Linked DNA regions of Mus musculus: all the other regions are linked to region 4. A link is a contact called in public HiChIP or PLAC-seq and promoter capture Hi-C data. All regions are on one chromosome and are shown on one strand. The core of a region is the stretch at or near the end of the contact, and the rest is flanking DNA. Distances in the headings are between cores, read along the strand shown.

Region 1 (2,700 bases), core at 142-2,641, 560 kb after region 4:
GAGGAAGGAGCTAGGTGGGTTGTTTGGGAATTTTAAGCTACTATGAAATAAATCTGAGCGACTACCGGGTTAGCTGACCCGGATCACTGGGATCGCCGCGGCCGGTTTGCTCTGCCCCCTAGCGGACATATGTGGTGCCGCAGCTCAGGGTTCCCGTTGTGGAAAAGCTTCAGACAGCGCCGCGCGCTGACTCGGTCAGCTCACAGCCTGGCTGGCGCTCTCCCCTTGCCTTCCTAAGGCATCCAGCCACCAGCAAAGCCGCAGGCTAGGTAGGAGTTTGCAAAGACGCCGAGATCTCTACCCCTGGTGGCACGGAGGGTGGCGCCAGCAGCTTTCCCAATCTGGGCGGAGAATCCATGCATCTCTGAGGCCATCCACTGTGGTGCAACTTCCCCGGTGGCAAGGCAACTTTGGGCTAACCTGCAGTCTCGCTTCAAGTGGCTGGGTCCTGCGCACTGTGGCGACAGGATGCCTAGGACCTACCTGTAGGACCCTCAGGTTCGGAGGGAAGGATCTGGCGCGTTTCACGTCTCTGGTTCCGGGAGGTGCTCAGGGTGTACCGAGAGAGACTGAAAAGTGACAGCTTGGACGAAGGTGCAAAGCCCCTGACTGTCGGGGCTCCTGGGCTGGGGATTCTGTGAAAGGCGTCCTCTGGGGTCTTTGGCATAGCAGCCTTGCGTTGCGCGGGGGTGGGGGTGGGGGTGGGGGTGGGTGGGAGGTAAGGAGGGGGCACTATGCTCGCAGGCGGGAGTCCCTCCGGAAGCAAGCGGCGTTGGGAAGTTGTGGGAGCTGGGGCTGAGTCTTGGAAGCAGGAGGTGAAGAAGGATGGGCTTTTGGGGGGACCCCAGGAAGATGTACCCGTAGTAAAGCTTTTTACTACGGGGGCTGGCTTCGGGGATCCCTTAGGGCGTGGCTGTGCTGTGTCCTGACAGGAGAGGTGTAGGTTTGGGGGTTCTCTGTGGGGAGAGGCTGCTGGGGGTGTGTGTCCTTGTTCTTGGGCAGAGTGGTTAATCGCAAGCTTCCTCTCTGCAGGCAGAGCGGCTGACTCTTTCCTGGGACCTAAGCGCAGGGGCATCTGCAGAAGCTCAAAGGAGGTACCTCAAACTAGGATTCCTACGGTCACCACCGAGAAGTCACCACCACTGCGCAGCTCCAAGGCTGGGCTGGTGCACTGAGACTCAGGTAACTTCAAATTCCCAGGGAGGGGACACACACGCCCCACTCGCGGGTCCTAAGTGAAGCGCAACGGTCTTGTCACGGTTCTCCTGGTTTGTTTCAGGGAGAGGACAGGCAGGTCAGTGCCAGAGTGCTCCCATAGACACCTGGACTGAGCGCCGGGCCCCGCCCCACGTGCCACACTTTAAAGAGCCTCAAGGCCGGGTGCTCCCTCAGGGTCGCGGTCGCGGTCGCGGTTGGTCATGGAGGGCACGCCCGCAGCCAACTGGAGTATCGAGTTGGACCTCGGGAGTGGAGTGCCACCAGGGGCGGAGGGTAACCTCACGGCCGGGCCGCCACGACGCAACGAGGCCCTGGCGCGCGTGGAGGTGGCGGTCCTGTGTCTCATACTGTTCCTGGCTCTGAGTGGCAACGCGTGCGTGCTGCTGGCGCTGCGTACGACGCGCCACAAGCACTCGCGCCTCTTCTTTTTCATGAAGCACCTGAGCATCGCCGACCTGGTGGTGGCCGTGTTCCAGGTTCTCCCGCAGCTGCTGTGGGACATCACCTTCCGCTTCTACGGGCCCGACCTGCTGTGTCGTCTGGTCAAATACTTGCAGGTGGTGGGCATGTTCGCCTCCACCTACCTGCTGTTGCTGATGTCGCTCGACCGCTGCCTGGCCATCTGCCAGCCGCTGCGCTCACTGCGCCGCCGAACCGACCGCCTGGCGGTGCTGGCGACGTGGCTCGGCTGCCTGGTGGCCAGCGTGCCGCAGGTGCACATTTTCTCGCTGCGCGAAGTGGCGGACGGCGTCTTCGATTGCTGGGCGGTCTTCATCCAGCCCTGGGGACCCAAGGCCTACGTCACGTGGATCACGCTCGCCGTCTACATTGTACCGGTCATCGTGCTGGCCGCCTGCTATGGTCTCATCAGCTTCAAGATCTGGCAGAATCTGCGACTCAAGACGGCAGCCGCGGCGGCAGCTGCCGAGGGGAGTGACGCAGCCGGTGGAGCTGGCCGTGCGGCGTTGGCACGGGTCAGTAGTGTCAAGCTTATCTCCAAGGCCAAAATCCGCACAGTGAAGATGACCTTCATCATTGTTCTGGCCTTCATCGTGTGCTGGACGCCTTTCTTCTTCGTGCAGATGTGGAGCGTCTGGGACGTCAATGCGCCCAAAGAAGGTAGTGAGGGTGGAGAGGAAGAGGGTGGCAGGGCCAGGCCCTACTTCCACTATCTCTGGACTCCCAGGGTTCTAGGGTCTTTCTGGTTCCACATCATCATCAGTCTCTGGTGGCACTCCACTCCCGAGGTCCATCAGTCTCTGGACTTTGAGGAGGTCACTTCTCTGTGTCTCCAGGACTACAGCATAGAAATACCCACGAGAGTGCAAACTCTTGCCAGAAGGCAGGCAAGAACTCCAGTGCAGGCCTGGGGCAACTTTCAGTGTGAAAATTCTTATTGAGGAGGGGGAAACTGAGGCAGGCGACTGTCTTTCCTACAGAGAGACAGAATGGAAGTGGGTTTTCATCCTGACCACAGGCTCA
Region 2 (2,762 bases), core at 96-2,595, 580 kb before region 4:
TAATCCCAGTACTCAGGGGGCAGAAGGAAGTTGGATTTCAGTGAGAGGCCAGCCTGATCTACAAAATTCCCACATCACTCAGCTGTCTGGCTGGTTGCTTCAGACACAATCTTGGGGCTTAGCCAAGGCTGGACTTGCACTCAGTGAAATCCTTCTGTCTTGGCCTCCTGAGTCCTGGGCTACCACACACAGATCTGGGTACATTTTTTTTCAATACATAAATAAGGCAATGTCAAACAGCCCCAATTCACTACGGCTAAAATCAACTTTTGAACTTTTTCTCTCACTGTTTGGCGGCAAACCAAAAAAGCCTGGTGCAGTCATCTTGCCTCGGTTTTCTGAGTCCTGGGGATTGTACACCTGAGAGCGGCTTCACTTGTTTTTCATAGCCATCCAGTCATGACACTGATAGAACTGACTGACTTCCACTGATGCTTGTCACAGTTAATAAGCTTACGTGGTCAGGCTTGGTACAAACCTGAAATCAGTGGCGAAGGCAGAAAGATCGAGAGTTCAACCCGTTATCCCATACTCACTTGTTTTCGGCCAAGACGCCAATCGGTAAAGGTGATCCCCCAACTACAACTGTTAACTCCCTCAGCTGACTTATCCTACTCCGGTTCTCCTAAGCTGCGTGCTCTTTCTTCACCTGGACGCACCCACACTCTGCCCATGCTTTCGCAAACCTCTAAGCTCGGTGCCTAGCGCAGCAATTATGACACAGGCTGGTTCTTGTCTGTTCATACATTTTTTTTGTCTGTAACCCTCCAAGTTGTCATCACCAAGGCAGGTTCGCATGCCGAACCTGACCGGGAACTGGGTTAACACTGCATCCGAAATCACTGGTAGGGGCCGGGCATTTTCTCGGGGTAGATGCAGTGGGTAGGGACAAGATGCTCGGGGTCGGAGAGAAAGCGCCCCGCCTGTTACAGCAGCAGCGGCCTAGCGCGCGGCTCGTACCTCGGTAGCTGTGGATGCGGCGGCCGGTGCCCGGTGGTAAGATCGGGTAGGGCTGAGGCTCGCCGTCGAAGTTGAGCCACAAAGGCAGCACGACGCGCGGGCTGCGGTTGCAGAAGATGACCTGAGAGGGCTCGCGCGAGTTCACCGAGCGCAGCACCGGCCGCGGCCGCCCAGCCTCCATCTCCTCAGGACCGGGCTCCCCCGCCGCCTCCTCTGGACTGGCTGCCTTCCGGGGCATTATTGGAACGGGTCCCTCGGATTCGCAAGCTGGACGTGGGCGGCGCGTGCGTGCGTGCGGATCTACGCGCTCCGGGACAGGTCTGCCGGTCCCAGACGCGCTCCGGGCAACTTGAAGGCGGAAATGGCCGCCGGGAGCCCTCAAACTGGGGGGCGGGGCGGCACGGAGCCAGGGGCCGCGGCGGTGGGCGGGGCCGCAGCAGTGGGCGGGGCGGCGGGGCGGCGGGGCGGGGCCGCGGCGGAGCCCCGGGTTATAAATTCCACCTCCTACAGTTGGGTTTCTGTTTGTTTCCTTTCCTTTTCTTTTTCCTTCTTTTTTTTTTTTCCCCCAAGATAGAGTTTCTTCGTGTAATCCTGGCTGTCCTGGAACTCACACCCTAGATCAGTCTGGCCTCGAACTCTCGGAGATCTGCCTGCCTCTGCTTCCAGAGTACTGGGATTAAAGCCGTTATCTCCATGCCAGAAAGACTTGCTTTGAGGTAGGGTCTCACTATGTAGGCCTAGAACTCATTATGTATATCCGGCTTGTCCTGAACTCAAAGATCTCCCTGCCTCAGACTCCAGAGAACAGGGACCAAGGGCAGTTGGATTTTTTTTTTTTTTTTTTTTTGGGTAGCATTGTTTCCCCCTGGCTGGTCTGGAATTCCGTGTACAGACCAAACCAGCTTCAAACTTAAGAGTGATCTCCTGCCTCTGACTCCAGAGTGCTGGAATTACAGGCATGAGCCTCATATATATATATATATTTTTTTTTTTTTGAGTGTACTTAAATTTAATTTCTTCTCTTAAGATCTCCACGGGCTTGCCATATTTCCCCTTCTGCCTTTGCTTTTTGGTTTTTCAAGACAGGGTTTCTCTGGGTAGCTCCAGCTCTCTTGGAACTCACTCTGTAGACCAGTCTGACCTCCAATCTCCTGCCTCTGCCTCCCAAGTGTTGATATAAAAGCTGAGTACCACCGCTGCCGGGCCCACCTATGCTATTATTTAAAGTTTTTCTCATTGATGAGTTTGAGTCTGTCTCTATTTTTAACTACACATTTCAAAATGTCTTCCAGAGTACAAAAGTAAAACTTTCCCTCCTTTTCCATCTGCATTCCCAGAAAACAGTATTACCAGTTTTTGTTTCCTTTCAAACTTTTTTATGTTTGTGAATAGAATTTTAAAATATTTTGTCTTTTTCTTTTTAGACGCAGACTTATTGCATAGTTCCCATTGCCTTGCAGCTGAATATATATAGCCCAGGCTGGCCTCAAATTAGTGGCACTCCTGTGTCTGCCTCCCAAGTACTGGCATTCTAGATATGTGCTACCATGACTGGTTCAAAGAATTAGCATACAACTACTATCAGATAACATTCAGTGCCATTTTTCCATAGACATTTCTGGCAGAAGTTTCATCAGATGAGCTTTTTTTAAATGTACGGGCCGGGCAGTGGTGGCGCACGCCTTTAATCCCAGCACTTGGGAGGCAGAGGCAGGAGGATTTCTGAGTTCGAGGCCAGCCTGGTCTACAAAGTGAGTTCCAGGACAGACAGAGAAACCTTGTCTCAAAAACCCAAAAAACCA
Region 3 (2,700 bases), core at 130-2,629, 660 kb after region 4:
CTGATTAGGCCACAGTGGGGGTTGGGGGATGGGACCAACTTTCAAGCCCTCTACATCTATCACTGGGAGACCAACTTTGGTGGTTAGTATTTAGACTCATCTGGAGGAGCGGGATGGCCTTCCTAGGGTGAGGGATGAAAGATTTTCAGTCTCAGGGCAAAAGGCTTGTAAAGACCTTTCCCAGTCTGCAGAGGGTGCTGGAGGGATGGATCAGTCAGTAAAGCACGGGGTGTGTAAGCATGAACGGTGCACGCCTTTAATCCCAGCACTTGGGAGGCAGAGGCAGGCAGATTTCTGAGTTTGGGGCCAGCCTGGAACTACAGAGTGAGTTCCAGGACAGCCAGGACTACACAGAGAAACCCTGTCTCAGAAAAAAAAAATCTCCAGAATCTATATAAAAAGCTGGATGTGGTAGGTTGGACTTACATTTCTAGTAATAGTGAGATGGGAGACAGAGAGAGTCCCTGGGTAGCCAGCCTAGCCTGCCTGCATGGTGAAGTTCCAGGCTGATGAGACTCTGTCTCAAACAAAATGTGGATAGTATCTGAGAATCAACACCAGAGGTGCCTACACCACATGTGTGCATGCCTGAACACACACACACACACACACACACACACACACACACACACACGCACACTCATACACTCATGCACACACGTGCACATACACACATGCACCCACCCACCCACGACCTTAAACCCATGCACACAATTCAGAGAAATCTGGGGCTTAGTTCAATGGTAGGGTTGTCTCCAGGGGCTTGAGGTCCTGACTTCCAGCCCCTGCACACTTCCCCAACCAACCCTACAGGGGCTTCCCAGGGCTTAGGTATAGTGGTATCAGGATGATCCACATCCTGGCTGGAGCCCTGGCTTTGTCTATGATGTGCTGTGTGCCTCCTATTCCAAGCCTTCACAAGACAAGAGACAAATCCTGACTAGATTTTAGGCACCCCAGGCAATCTGAAAACCTATGTAGTCTCTCCCTTGACAGGCAGTCTCCTGTGGTAGCTCACCAGTTCCGCGTGCTCCGACTTAAAAACCTGCTCTGAACTGGTATATGGAGAACCAAGATGACCTGGTTCTCAGGCTTTTTTCAGACAGAGAAGAATTTGAGTCTTGGCTGGGAACAATGGCAGGATGTGAGTATCCACACTGAATGTAGCAGGGACCCAGGTCTCTAGAACTTCCACGTGAGCTTGGCAAGTAAAAGGCCTCTTATGGGACTCTCAAGGACCTGGGACATAGGGCGGGGCTCTGCTCTGATGGACATATGGTGGCTTTGCCTCTGTTATGTCCAGATCGGTAACAATGGGCTGGGAGGGGCTGAGGGTAGTCCCTCAGATTGGAACCTCGGTCCTCAGGAGCACAGACTCGTTACTTGGCTGGACGCCTCGACCATGGACAGGGACCCGAGTGAGGAGGACAGTGAGTAGAGACTGGGATGGCGGGGGCCACTTCTGTAGCCAACACAGAGCAAGACCTGGCTGTATATCACCTGCCTTTCACCAGCATCTCTGTCCTGATCACCTGCCTTCCCCCCTTTTTTCTTTATTCTGGAAAGACAGCCCATGACAGCCCACAGTCTCTCTATTATCTGCCTTGGGACAATGGGCATGGGGCAAAAAGCCACAGCTACCCCATGGACATCTTCCTGTCTACTGTGGCCTGTCCATGTCTGCTGGTTCTTTCTCCCCCTCTTTCTCCAGGTGACAGTGACCACTCTCTTCTGCAGCAGCACAAAAGCCTGAAAACCCCCAGGACTCTTCTCTCCCACTCCCAGATGCAGCGAATCCCACAGCACAGCTGCCCAAATCTCCATCCCCTCTTGCTTGCTCATTACCACTGGTGTCACAGCCCTGGTGACTCCTGTCTGTCATTAGCAGGACAGAAATACAATGGGATTGAAGGGCTGCTTCAAACCCAAGGAAGGAAACAGGTTTCAGAGGAAATGGACTATGTTTAACATAAAGTTTTCTCCCTGGGTTGGAACAGGCAATGTGGTGGTGGTTGGAGCAGCAATAGATGGAGAGTTGGGGACATTTTTCAAGTCCTGGCTTTGGTTTGCATTGTGTGATCTTGGGCCAAGACACTTAACATCTCTGAGCCTCCATTTTTTCCCCCACGTAAAAGGAAATTGGGTTAGGAGGTCTGTCTGTGAGGGTATGGCTACAATATCTTTTCTGAGGATGCAATGAAAGGCTCAACATTTTCATGGGGATCCCTAGAGAGGTCTGTGACCCAGAAACATCATGGATCCTGGAACTGAAGATCTTTGTATCTTTGCATACACAGTGCCATCTTTTTTTTTTTTTTAATCCTTAGAAGACCTTGAATTTACAGATATCATTTCCCTTCCCACTAGGCTAAGCTAGCAAGTCAGAGTTAGATTCTGCTCCAGGCTCTACCTCTTAAGTGTTGGGCCACTCAACTCAGCTCACTCAACCTCTCTGAACTTTGTTTTCTAAGGCTGTTGGGACTGAAAAAGAGAACTGAGGGTTCAGAGGCAGGAGTGTGATAGGAAGCGTGGACGTAGAGCGGTCTGAATGTCTCTTGTACATGCTTAAATGAAGTTCTAGTCACACACACTCATGCTTTGCACATCTGATGCTCATATGTGTCTACTGAATGCTTGCTCTTTTCCCTAGCATCTAGAGGGGGCACTCACACACTGAAAGGAATGAGGAGTGGGACATGA
Region 4 (2,734 bases), core at 6-2,505:
TGCTCCGACTCACTTCTGACGCCGCTTTCTACCAGCGACACAGGCTCTTTGTTGCCATCAAGGTTCATACCCAGGCACTCTCTGGTAGCTTCTTGAGTGTCACAAGACATGATGGAGATGTTTCTAAAAGGACCAACAGTCTCTAGAGGCAATACAGGGAAGAAAAAGGGAAACAATGCCATCTCTTTTTGTATTTCAATGTACCTATCGAGTTAAAACTGTAGTATAAATAAGGGCACGGATTACAGGCAGTGAAACGTGACTAAACAAGCAATATGCAGGCTCATCAGGAGAAAAGACAAGAGTGTTTCCACTGCATGCAGTGCTTGGCTTAGGCTCATCTGTGTTGGTAAGCACCATCTTACATTTGCTAACATGAATAGAGAAGCTCCTCTGTTGCTCTTTCAGCTTAGCACTTCAGGATGTGAGGCTGTAGTGGTTCAGAGTTAAAAATTCTTGCTTCCCACACTCGCGGGTCCAGGAAGCAAGTTACTCCTGCCTAGTTTCGAACTGGAAACTAAATATATCTCTCTTTCCCAAAGACAGAAGATTTTAACGAGAACAACACAATTCTGGACTAATGATCAAAACTTTTAATGTATGGGTGAGGTATCTACTTTCCGCCATGTAGACAAGTGGGCAGTGAATTTATTAAAGATTAACTCAACTTCCACTATCTAAACAATTACAAATATCTGAAAGCCTACTATGTGGTGACGCCGAGATCCAATGACGCGCATGCTGGGGACACCTTGGAAATGTCTGAAGCTAGTAATACAGACGTCCTGTGGGAGTGTTTGTGGAGGTTGAAGGGGCTGGAGTGGTGTTACCGTGATGGAGGGCCCACACCTCCCACCAGCTTTTCAAAAGCGCCGTGGCTTAAGCTAACATCTTCCTTGTCCCTAATGCTGTGCCAACCAAGAACAGGCCACAGAGGTGAACGCGGTTCCACCGTGTCACCGTTCGCCACTGTGAACACAACTCCTACGGACAGTGTGGAGAGCAGAAGGGCTGTTCGGACCGAAGGGCAGTGGCTCTCTCACTCCCACCCTCTGCGAAGCCCAGCGAGAGTCCAGACGCTCAGCCCCAGCACCGACCTATACGAAGCCACCGCCGTCTTCCCCTGCGTCCCACCCACCCGGCCACTCCCAGCCGCGGCCAGTTACCGGCAGCAAGCACAGACCCTTCCGGTCTCCGCACCGCGAGCACGCCGCCGGAAGCCGAGGTGCCAGCCCGGAAACGGAAGTCAGGCCTCGGAGGGCACGGTGCTCCCACGCTCCGGGGTAGGCGGGGGAGTGTGCGCGGAGAGCTGTGCGCAGTTGGGTGCACTCTGACCCGGAAGAGGAAGAACGGCCGGTAGGCCGGTCACCTGCCCGGAGGGAACCACTGCGGAGGGCGCTCTCCTAGCGAGCGGATGCTCGGTTGTTCTACTTCCTCTGCCCTCAGTGTCGAGCACTGGGGTGAGACTGGGACTTGATTCCAGTCTTAAAGCCAGAGAAACCGAGGCTAAAGAGATTCTTCTCCCCCATTCCCGTCTTGCACAACACTCTTTACTTGGAATTTCTTTTTGAGATTGGAGTCTCACTATGTAGCCCTGACTGGCCTGCTCGTTTTGTCGATCGTTCTGTCCTGGAAATCACAGATATCCGCTGTCTCTGCCTCCGGGATGCTAGGACTACAGGTGTGCGCCACCATACCCGGCTTGGATTCTGCAGGGACCGGCAAGCTGTGCTGTAACTAGAGTATAGCCCCTAGCCTAGCCTGCGGTTTTCAGATCATGTTTCTCTATATATGCCAAAGGTTACATTTCCTATATTTTAGTTACATGTATTTCCTGTGTGTGTGGAGGGAGCTTGTGTGCCACACCTGAGGTCAGAGGACAACTTGGCAGAAGTTGCTTCTCTTCCACCACGTGGGTTCCAGTGATCCAGCTCAGCTAATCAGGATGGGTAGCAAGAGCCTTTACCCTCTAAGACGTCTCACCAGCCCCAAATGTAACATTTTAAAAGAGGAAACTTAGAACTCAACAGAAAGAGACAGCCGGATTTTGGGGGGGGGGGGGGAGCGATGGTGGAGAGATGGCTCAGTGATTAAGGCTTGCTTTTCCAGAGAATTCAAATTTGGTACCCAGCACCCACCCACCTCTGGCCGCTCTCAATACCTGTAACTTCAGGGGCTCTGACAGCCAAGTCTGGCTCCAAGGGCATTATGACACTGCATTGCAATCTCTCTCTCTGCCTCTCCCCTCATCCTCACCAATAAATAAATAAATAAATAATAAAAATTGTTTAAAGTTTCAGTGGTGGCAGCAGCAGCTGAGGCATGGAGCCACACTGTCCTTGTCAGCACGGACAATGAGAAAGGTAAAAACCGGATCCTTGCCTTGGATGCATCAAAGAGTTTAGGAGCAGCCAGTATCGTAGAAAGCGGCGTTGTAGTTTAGTAAAAAATAAAAAAGGGGTCTGACAAACGGCCCAGCATGTAAAAGGTGTCTGCCATCAAGCCTGGCCATCTGCATTCTATCCCCAGGACCCACACTGTGGAAGGAGAGAACAAACTCCATGGGTTGCCCCCTGACTTCCACAAGTGTACCGTGAGATCCTCACCTCCATAAATAAATGTTTGGGAGGTGGGGCAGATGGTGGGGCTTACCATCTTTAATCCCCGCACTTGGGAGGCAAGGGCAGTTGAGTCTCTGAGTTTGAGGCCAGCCTGGTCTACAGAATGAGTTCCA
Region 5 (2,832 bases), core at 189-2,688, 560 kb before region 4:
ACGCCTGCTGATGTTTGCTTTGCTCTACCAGGCTGGACTCAAAACTCTCTATGAAGCAGATGACTTGGGAGTTCCTCCTGGTCCTCCTGCCTCTGCATCCTGAGTGCTGCTATTAAAGGCATGGTGTGTGGGTGCTAGGCCAATACTCTACAGACTAGGCATCCCCTGCCCCTTAATGATGCATTTCCAATTTCCTTTTTGTTCTCTTTTCTCAAAAAACAAAAACAAAACAAAACAAAAAACCCCCAACCAACCAAAAAACAAAACAAAACACAAAAAAAGGAGGAAAAAAAAGGAGAGAGAGAAAGAAAACTCTAAGAAGTGGGGGATGCCGGGGTCTTGTGCTTACCACTCAGGAGCCCAATCCCTGAACTACACCCCGTAATTGAAGCTACTGTTCGGTTACCTTCTATCATACTACTTAGGACTCATCGGGTCTTTAGCTAGAAAATATACGATTCACTTTAATTTTTTTCAAAATACAGCACTTTCTCCCCAAGATGCTGAAAGTTGCTAATTAGTAGAACCAAAGCACTCTAGTGAAAAAGATCACTGGATGCCATCTGCACGTCTTGTATTGTGTAAGAAGGTCCCTGAAAGAACCCTTCCGGAGACCATAAGAAGTCTGTAACAGGTTTTCAGTCCAGAAGGCTAGGAACGCACGCAGAAAGAAATCAAGACTGTCACTAGCCGGCCACACCTAGGAATAGTTTTTTGGAAAAGTGGACTCTGCTGAAACCATCTGCCCTGTAAAATCCGAGGAGCCAGACAGAAGCATCCAGAGCACCTACCATGAAGCAGATACAGGGCTAGAAAAGCCATTCCCAAGGCCCGAGCGGGCCCCATCCCTTACAACCCTCAGCACTAGCACCAAATCGAGCCGGGGATGAATGAACCTGCCGGGAGTGGTTAAACGGGAGCAATAGAAGGCATGACATCAAAGGGGTTCGGACTTCTTCCTGAAGGAGATGGACAACGAGCAGGAGTCTCTCAACAGTAAGCGCGACCGTGACCGTGACACGGCTGCGCACTGCCTGCCAAGTGAAGACTGGCACGGAAGCGCGGCGCAAACCGGGGCGGATGATGGATGGGCCTAAGAGGCTGGACAGTGGGCGTGCTGACGAGCGCAAGTGGGGCATGGCAACGGGCAGGGTAGACCCTCGGAAACGGCCCAGTGAGGCTCGGGGTGAGGGCACTGGGGCCGGCGGGCAGCCAAAGAGGAAGCGAGTAGCCAGGGCGGCGCGCCTCTCCTCCCCGCCGCCGGCCGCCTCCCAGGCCTCCCTCCTCCCAGCCTCCCCTGCTCGCCCGCTGACCGAAAGAGTTGAGAAAGTCTGAGATTTTCTTGATGCTGCTGGTGATGATCTCAATGTACTCCCGGTTCGCCCAGTCCTGGTGAATCTCCCGCTGCACCGGATCCTCTTGTCCCGCCATGGCGGCCGCCTGAGGAAGAGTGACTGCGCAGGCGCCGCGACCTCTACAGGCCTCCAGCGCGCCTGCGCCGCCAGCCAGTACCCGAGTGTTCGAGCCCCAGAAAGGGCTGGCAGAGCGACGCGCGTGCGCACTCTAATCCCTGCGCTCTAGCTTGGCTCCCACGCTGGGGTAAACAAGATTCCTCCACTCGCGATGTGAAGACTAAGAGCTACCCTGTCCCCGGTTACAAGCACCCGCTGACCACTAGCGGATCTTGTCGTTAGGGGGCGCCCACACATTCCCACCTCCGCCTAAGGGTTGCTCCAAGCTCTCTTGCACCTTGTTAGCTGTGATGGGCACAGTCCACGAATCCCGTTTATTCAGAATGCTTGTCATGCTTGGGTCACAACTCTGTTCATTCTCGTTTTCTTTTAAAATTTGTTGTTGTTGTTGTTTTTCGAGACAGGGTCTCTCTGTGTAGTCTTGGCTGTCCTTGTACTCCCTCTGTAGACCAGGCTGGCCTCGAACTCACAGAGATCAGCCTGCCTTTCCCTCCGGAGTGCTGAGATTAAAAATGTGGCCACCACCGCCAGGTTAAAATTATTTTATTCGTATTATATGTGAGCGCTTACGTGGCACAACACGCGGGCGGAAGTTACAGGACAACTTGCAGGAGTGGGTTCCTCACCTTCCATCTTGTGGGACTGAACACTCAGATCATCAGCTTCAGTGTCTTTATTGTTCGAGGTGTCCCACCAACTCTGAATCTCCATATTTACCAAATGAGCAAAATACTTTTCTTTCTTTCTTTCTCTTCTCTCTCTTTCTCTCTCTTTCTCTCTCTTTCTCTCTCTTTCTCTCTCTTTCTCTCTCTTTCTCTCTCTTTCTCTCTCTTTCTCTCTCTTTCTCTCTCTTTCTCTCTTTCTCTCTCTTTCTCTCTCTTTCTCTCTCTCTTTCTCTCTCTTTCTCTCTCTTTCTCTCTTTCTCTCTCTTTCTCTCTCTTTCTCTCTCTTTCTCTCTCTTTCTCTCTCTTTCTCTCTCTTTCTCTCTCTTTCTCTCTCTTTCTCTCTCTTTCTCTCTCTTTCTCTCTCTTTCTCTCTCTTTCTCTCTCTTTCTCTCTCTTTCTCTCTCTTTCTCTCTCTTTCTCTCTCTTTCTCTCTCTCTCTCTCTCTTTCTCTCTCTCTTTCTCTCTCTCTTTCTTTCTCTCTTTCTTTCTTTCTTTCTTTCTTTCTTTCTTTCTTTCTTTCTTTCTTTCTTTCTTTCTTTCTTTCTTTCTTTCTTTCTTTCTTTCTTTTTCCAAATCAGGGTTTGTCTGTGTAGCCCTGGCTGTCCTAGAACTCACTTTGTAGACCAGGCTGGCCTCGAACTCAGATATCCGCCTGTCTCTGCCTCCCGAGTGCTGGCATGCGCCACCACGCCAAG

What was found. Promoter capture Hi-C pulls out the DNA fragments that hold promoters and counts their contacts. HiChIP or PLAC-seq counts read pairs in DNA pulled down with a chosen protein or histone mark.
Region 1: a promoter capture Hi-C map of 3T3-L1-derived adipocytes shows a contact between it and region 4, with 5 times the contacts expected there. The contact joins the promoter of Oxtr here to the promoter of Thumpd3 in region 4. A contact is called at or near these places in 13 of 39 promoter capture datasets (the 3T3-L1 cell line, 3T3-L1-derived adipocytes, HPC-7-derived erythroid cells and 7 more), 1 of 484 Hi-C or Micro-C datasets (myocytes), 4 of 115 datasets of contacts at active chromatin or transcription factors (astrocytes, embryonic forebrain, embryonic stem cells and 1 more) and 1 of 9 other capture datasets (embryonic stem cells).
Region 2: a promoter capture Hi-C map of pre-B cells shows a contact between it and region 4, with 4 times the contacts expected there. The contact joins the promoter of Vhl here to the promoter of Thumpd3 in region 4. A contact is called at or near these places in 6 of 39 promoter capture datasets (the 3T3-L1 cell line, fetal liver, hippocampal neurons and 3 more), 1 of 484 Hi-C or Micro-C datasets (CD8 T cells), 2 of 115 datasets of contacts at active chromatin or transcription factors (embryonic stem cells and regulatory T cells) and 2 of 9 other capture datasets (adipose tissue and liver).
Region 3: a contact with region 4 is called in a promoter capture Hi-C map of hippocampal neurons, with 4 times the contacts expected there. The contact joins the promoter of Ssu2 here to the promoter of Thumpd3 in region 4. A contact is called at or near these places in 2 of 39 promoter capture datasets (hippocampal neurons and stem cell-derived epiblast-like cells) and 1 of 115 datasets of contacts at active chromatin or transcription factors (embryonic stem cells).
Region 5: an H3K4me3 HiChIP or PLAC-seq map of embryonic stem cells shows a contact between it and region 4, with 9 read pairs. The contact joins the promoter of Brk1 here to the promoter of Thumpd3 in region 4. A contact is called at or near these places in 2 of 39 promoter capture datasets (hippocampal neurons and pre-B cells), 2 of 484 Hi-C or Micro-C datasets (CD8 T cells and regulatory T cells), 3 of 115 datasets of contacts at active chromatin or transcription factors (all in embryonic stem cells) and 1 of 9 other capture datasets (liver).

The regions. Positions count from the first base shown.
Region 1 is chr6:112,488,516-112,491,215 of GRCm38.p6, reverse strand. Oxtr (oxytocin receptor) reads left to right here and starts at 1,391. Exons shown (of 2, transcript NM_001081147.2): 1 at 1,391-2,337. The coding sequence starts at 1,419.
Region 2 is chr6:113,622,577-113,625,338 of GRCm38.p6, reverse strand. It overlaps Vhl (von Hippel-Lindau tumor suppressor), which reads right to left and starts at 1,345. Exons shown (of 3, transcript NM_009507.4): 1 at 961-1,345. The coding sequence starts at 1,198.
Region 3 is chr6:112,386,702-112,389,401 of GRCm38.p6, reverse strand. Ssu2 (ssu-2 homolog (C. elegans)) reads left to right here and starts at 1,379. Exons shown (of 12, transcript NM_175525.3): 1 at 1,379-1,430. The coding sequence starts at 1,403.
Region 4 is chr6:113,044,823-113,047,556 of GRCm38.p6, reverse strand. Thumpd3 (THUMP domain containing 3) reads right to left here and starts at 1,255. Exons shown (of 10, transcript NM_008188.3): 1 at 1,167-1,255; 2 at 1-142. The coding sequence starts at 110. It overlaps Gm43868 (predicted gene, 43868), which reads left to right and starts at 1,386. Exons shown (of 1, transcript NR_164179.1): 1 at 1,386-2,734.
Region 5 is chr6:113,603,378-113,606,209 of GRCm38.p6, reverse strand. It overlaps Brk1 (BRICK1, SCAR/WAVE actin-nucleating complex subunit), which reads right to left and starts at 1,438. Exons shown (of 3, transcript NM_133937.1): 1 at 1,314-1,438. The coding sequence starts at 1,431.